2 separate regions of the Mus musculus genome follow, and region 1 is linked to region 2. The links are chromatin contacts, called in public promoter capture Hi-C maps. All regions are on one chromosome and are shown on one strand. The core of a region is the stretch at or near the end of the contact, and the rest is flanking DNA. Distances in the headings are between cores, read along the strand shown. Region 1 overlaps Cachd1 (cache domain containing 1). Region 2 overlaps Ube2u (ubiquitin-conjugating enzyme E2U (putative)).

Region 1 (2,710 bases), core at 15-2,514, 470 kb after region 2:
GTCATTTTGTTTCAATAAGCAAAGTGCAAGAGATGTTGCAAGGGATTAGGATCTGGGCTTCCAAACAGGACCCAGCAGCCATCAAGGCTTCTCTGGGAAGTATTGCAGAACTCATTAGTTTTCCCTTCTCCGAAAACAGATCTGCTCCAGGGTAGTTCTGAGAACTACCAGCCCTGTGTCCCCTGCAGCAGGCTGCTCCCCTCTGGGTGTTTTGGACTAGGCATGGGGCAGAGGCTATGGCAGACCTGGAGGAGGGAATTCCCTCCCTCTGCCTGCTGGTTACCATGTGGATCAGGCCAAGCGAGGGCACAGAGGGCATGTCAGCCTCGTCTTTGGTTGAGCTGAGGAAAGGGTCACCCAAGCACTGATTAACATGGGTTGTCACGCTACATTTAGGAGCAGGTAGCATTGCCACCAGTGTAATTTTTTAAGAGCCTCACTATGCACGCGGCTCAGGAGACTGGCTGTTAGGAAAGCTCTTTTAAACAGACTGACTACTCTTTTCCTGAATGTATTTGTCTATTATTTCTTCCTTTTCCAACAAAAACCAACATAATGACCACTCACATGGGGCATGTTAGACCAAAACCAAACAACCCTGGGGCCATTTGCCTTTGATCTTCTGAGATGACTTTGAATAAGACCACACTAATTCCCACGTGGAGGTTGTAAGGTAACTCAGAATACTTGGCCTTCTCTCATTGTCCTGTGGCCGAGAGGCATGCAATAGCCACCCTCAGGTTAAAAACTGCTCTCCCCACTTGACAAGGAAAGGGGCTTGACAGGCAGCCATTCAGAGCTGGAGTAAAGCTGGGGCCCTGAGATCTGACTAAAGGCCAACTTACCCGCCCTCCCGCTCATACTGCTTCCTTAAACATTGTCAACCTGCCAGGGACTGTTTCGGTGTGCTGGACTGCGAATGGTGTGTGGTGGACAGTGATGGAAAGACTCACCTGGACAAATCCTACTGTGCGCCCCAGAAAGAATGCTTCGGGGGGATCGTGGGAGCCAAAAGTCCCTATGTTGATGACATGGGAGCCATCGGTATGTTGACTAGGGATCCATGGTGATTTGACTCTTGAATGCAATTTTCTGCCTGTATCCTGGGACCAACATTAATCATCCTTTGCCCAGCTTCCCTGATTCGTTTGCCCAGTCATCCTTAGTTAAAAAAACCCAAGGCAGATAATTACCTTCAGAGCTGGCTACACACTCTGTGCAGTGAGCAGCCAACCATGCTGCCAAATTTTGCAAGCCTGGAATTCATTCCCATGAAGCTGACTTTAAGAAACTCTGGCCTGGTTTCCACATGGCTGAACTCGAGTCCGCTTGGATGTGCATCCCAGCTGTCAGAGCACAGGGCCTGCCTGGGGTGTGCTAGCTCATCCCCGAGCCTTCCCTTTCCCCTTCCCACCTTACAAGGTTTCAGCTACCCACCACTGTTTAGGGCAATGAGGTCAGCAGATGCCAAGGCTGCTTAGGGTTGCTATAGCAGCTTAGGGTATGGACAAAGACACCATATGAAGAGCCCCCTGGGATCAGGTCACCAGTTCTTGAAGATACTACCAAAGACTCTATTTATCATTGGATTTTTTTTTCCAGTGTCTTCCCAGAATCAGCAGCATGCCCTTGCTCTTAGCTGGCAAATTTGAGTCACCGTATCTAAGCCACTAGTGAATGTAGACGTTTCTCATCTTGGTATACAGTTGTGACCCCATAAACCTATTATGGGTTGAAAAAAAAATGTCAAAATGTTTTTTAATACACTCAGCCTGCTGAATGTTAAATAACTTAACAGAACAGTTCACCACAGAGTGCTGGTTTTTTAACCCTTGTGAGCCCAGGGCTGATTGGGAATTGCCATAACCTGCATCAAGAGAATATCTATCTTCCATATTCCAAGCCCAAGATTCCAAAGCCCAAGCCATTTTTACTGAATGCTTCATTACTTTTTACCATCATGAAGGTGACAAATGAGTCAAATCATCACAAATTAGGGACCATCTGTATCTTGCTTTTTTTTTTAAGGTTTATTTATTTATTTTGTATATAGGAGTACATTGTTGTCATCGTCAGACACACCAGAAAAGGGCATCCAATTCCAAATACAGATGGTTGTGAGCCACCGTGTGCCTGCTGGGAATAAAACTCAGGACCTCTGGAAGAGTAGTCAGGGCTCTTTACAGCTGAGCTGTCTCTACAGCCCTGTATCTTGCTTTTAAATGTCTACACATCTACCCTGACTGAAGGGAGGCTATATTCTCTCCTACGGGGCTGTGGGTTTGAGTTCTTGTGTTACTGCTGAACCAGATAAGGGCACCGTTCACACAAATATACTCCAGAGGGGTATTGTCTGTGCTTGCAGGAGGCCACACCTCTGCAACGTGGCCTGTGAACCATAGACGTGTGTACTTCATATCCCTTAGTTCATGTGTCCTTCCAAGAAGCCCACCTCACCTTTCTCTACTAGGTGCTGTTGCCTCTTGAGGGTAGCCAGGACTGCATCAGCACTAGGCAATGCATGTGCGTAAACGGTTTTCATCTGTTCACTCTTTGCAGCAGCCCTTAGTATCGGTGCTCTTGCTCTGTGTAGCAACCAACATTTAAGAATCAGGAATGAAACGAAGCTTCCACTCCCACATTCTTGTGTGTCAGTGAGGAATTTAGAGCATAGCACGGCTATCCACCAAACCCTTCTGCTCTTCTCCTT
Region 2 (2,700 bases), core at 59-2,558:
GTGGCGTGTGTGTGTGTGTGTGTGTGTGTGTGTGTGTGTGTGTGTGTGTGTGTGTGAGAGAGAGAGAGAGAGAGAGAGAGAGAGAGAGAGGAGAGAGAGAAATGAAGAAAGAGTAGGCATGCCATGCATTTGGAGATAAGAAGAGAACTTTTGGGAGTCACTTCTCTCCTACCTTGGTGAGGCAGGGTCTTAGGATCTCTCTTGTTTCTGCTGCTGAACAGTGTACTCAGGAAAGGTGGCCAGTGAGCTTCAGGGTGATTCTTCTGTCTGCTTCTCCTTTAAGAGGGCTGGGGTCACAGATGCATACTACTACATCAGTTCCCCCCTCCCCCGGTCTCCAGGGGTTGAACTCAGATCCACTGAGCCACTGTGCTGGCCCCTACTTTTTAGTTTGAAATAAGACATCACAATGAGGTCTTGTAGAGGTTATTCAAAGAGATATACCACTCCTAGTATTATGATATCCAATCCACTGGAACTTCATGAGCAGGAAGAAAAGCATATTTATAGAAATATATTCCAGAGGTTAAGCCTCTGAATACAAAAGAATACAAAACTCAAGCAGAGTATGATCAACTGCATGGAACATGGCATGGGGTTCTGCTGAACTAGGGGATGTAAGGACCAAAGTTTACCTGTAAGGCCTACTTGCCCAAAGGCAGATACGTCCCGAAATGCTGGGGGCTGTTGTTTATGGAAGATAACAAGCCACTTGTTTTTGTTCCCCTGAACAAGTTTGTTTGACCAATGGCACCAGATGTGCTTGATCACCCGTGGGCAGGGAAGAAAGACTGTGGCCTTTTTAAGCCTCTGCAAGCTGTGACTCATCACCATTTTCTGGAACCCCAGAATGGACCCAGCCAGAGTTCATTATCCTGGCCAATATTTAAAGTTTGCTTCAAATTTAGCTAAAAACTATGGAACTGGCCTTCTCTTAAGACTCTCAGGTTTAACAGGGTTTCTGTTGACGTTAAACTTGTACAGTCAGCTGGAATTTTTGCATATTGTGTAGAATACCACTCACCAGTTGCATGGCAGGCTTTTCCACCCATACAAGGACCAGTACTTTATCTGTATCTTTAAAATTCATTCTCTGAACATACTATCCTATAGCAGGCACTACGCCCCAATGATGGGTACACACCCTTACAAAATGTGATCCCTAAACTCATGTGCCTTGTATTCTAGAGTGCAGAGCTCTTTTGCAAGAGAAACAGCAGGGAAAAGGACAGTGTAGGAAACATCTTCCATCAGATGTCCAAGGCACAGGTCAAATACTAGTAGTGTAGCTAAGAAGGAATTTGAAGAATGCTAAGGTCAGAGTGAGTTCTATTTAAATGAGTCACTTTGAGCAGAAGCGTCCTCCCTGACAGCCTTTTCTCTTCTTTCTAGGCTTCCTTTAGAAGTCTATAATTTTTTTTTTAGAACCAAGTCACCAGTCTCTGTAATCACATTTTGTATGTACAGTTTGGTGTCTTGTTGAGTTGTGACTGGTTTTTGTTGAGTTGCATTGATATAATGTAATAAGCACTGTGTCCAAGATGCCAAGGCAATACTGAGGAGAAATAGCTTCCTTGACAGGACATGGAAAGGAACATAGAGAGCCCAGATTCGAGGTCTCTTTGGTTTTCTTTGTTTGTTTTTGTTTTTGTTTTTCAAGGCAGGGTTTCTCTGTATAGCCCTGGCTATCCTGGAACTCACTTTGTAGATCAGGCTAGCTTTAAACTCACAGAAATTCACCTGTCTCTGCCTCCCATCAAAGCAGGACAGGAACTCTCCTGTGGTCTGGGGAACAAGGGCTTTCTTTACAGAAGGTGATACAAAAAAGCCTATGTCCCACCAACCGTTAACCACAGTAGTCCCTGCTCATCCACAGGAAGTGATCAAATTCCAAGATCCTATATATGTGTGTGTGTGTGTGTGTGTGTGTGTGTGTGTGTGTGTGTGAATTTTTCCCCTATAAAATCTGTTTTAGTCACTTGTCTTGTTGCTGTTAACAATACACCTCACAAGAACAACTTAAGGAAGGAAGGGTTTACTTAAGCTCACAGTCTGAGGGTAGAGACATAATGGTCATGGTGGCTGCTGGTCATATTGCAGACAAGAAGAGAGAGCAATAAGTGTTGCTGCCTGGTTGTCTTTTTCCTTTTATAAGATGTTTGGGGACACAGGACTAGAGAGGTGGCTCAGCACTTTAGAGTATGTGTTGCTCTGGCCAGAGGACCTGGGTACTATTCTGAGCATGTACATGGTAGATCTCAATCAATTCTAACTCTAGTTCCAGGGGATACAATGCTTTCTTCTGACTTCTGGAGACACCAGAAATGCACATGGTATATAATACATAATACATGAATGCAGGCAAAACACTCATATTTGTAAAGTTAAATAAATCTAAAAAATAAGTGATCTGAAACAGAACAATTATGACAACATACTGTAGTAAGGTACTGTGAATATAGTATCTCTGTGGCTTAAACTATTTTAGTGCCCTTTTCAATAAAACATAGATGAACTTCCACTCTCCCTGTCATGATGGGAGTTGACAAATGCCTAGGAGAAGAGGTGAAGCCGGGTAAATTTTACAGGCACCGGGACATAGATTAGCACTGCAGCAGTCCGTCTGATCGTCTAAATGGCTGTTGGGTGATAGATGGGCAGGAAGCACAACGAGAGTGGATATAGTGAAGGAGCAGCTAA

What was found. Capture Hi-C pulls out chosen DNA fragments and counts their contacts.
Region 1: a contact with region 2 is called in a promoter capture Hi-C map of adipose tissue. The contact joins two enhancer-like sites. A contact is called at or near these places in 1 of 115 datasets of contacts at active chromatin or transcription factors (embryonic stem cells) and 1 of 9 other capture datasets (adipose tissue).

What each region holds. Positions count from the first base shown.
Region 1 is chr4:100,989,932-100,992,641 of GRCm38.p6, forward strand. Cachd1 (cache domain containing 1) reads left to right here. Exons shown (of 27, transcript NM_198037.1): 23 at 893-1,044. Among named protein-coding and RNA genes, the nearest start is that of Raver2, 78 kb to the right of the region's middle. Within about 2 kb of position 1,265, at least 28 of the 459 cell types and tissues checked have an H3K27ac peak or open chromatin away from gene starts, as enhancers often do. A contact at or near this core is called in adipose tissue, where this site is marked.
Region 2 is chr4:100,516,548-100,519,247 of GRCm38.p6, forward strand. The region is part of intron 6 of Ube2u (ubiquitin-conjugating enzyme E2U (putative)); the gene reads left to right. Among named protein-coding and RNA genes, the nearest start is that of Ube2uos, 10 kb to the right of the region's middle. Within about 2 kb of position 1,309, at least 17 of the 459 cell types and tissues checked have an H3K27ac peak or open chromatin away from gene starts, as enhancers often do. A contact at or near this core is called in adipose tissue, where this site is marked.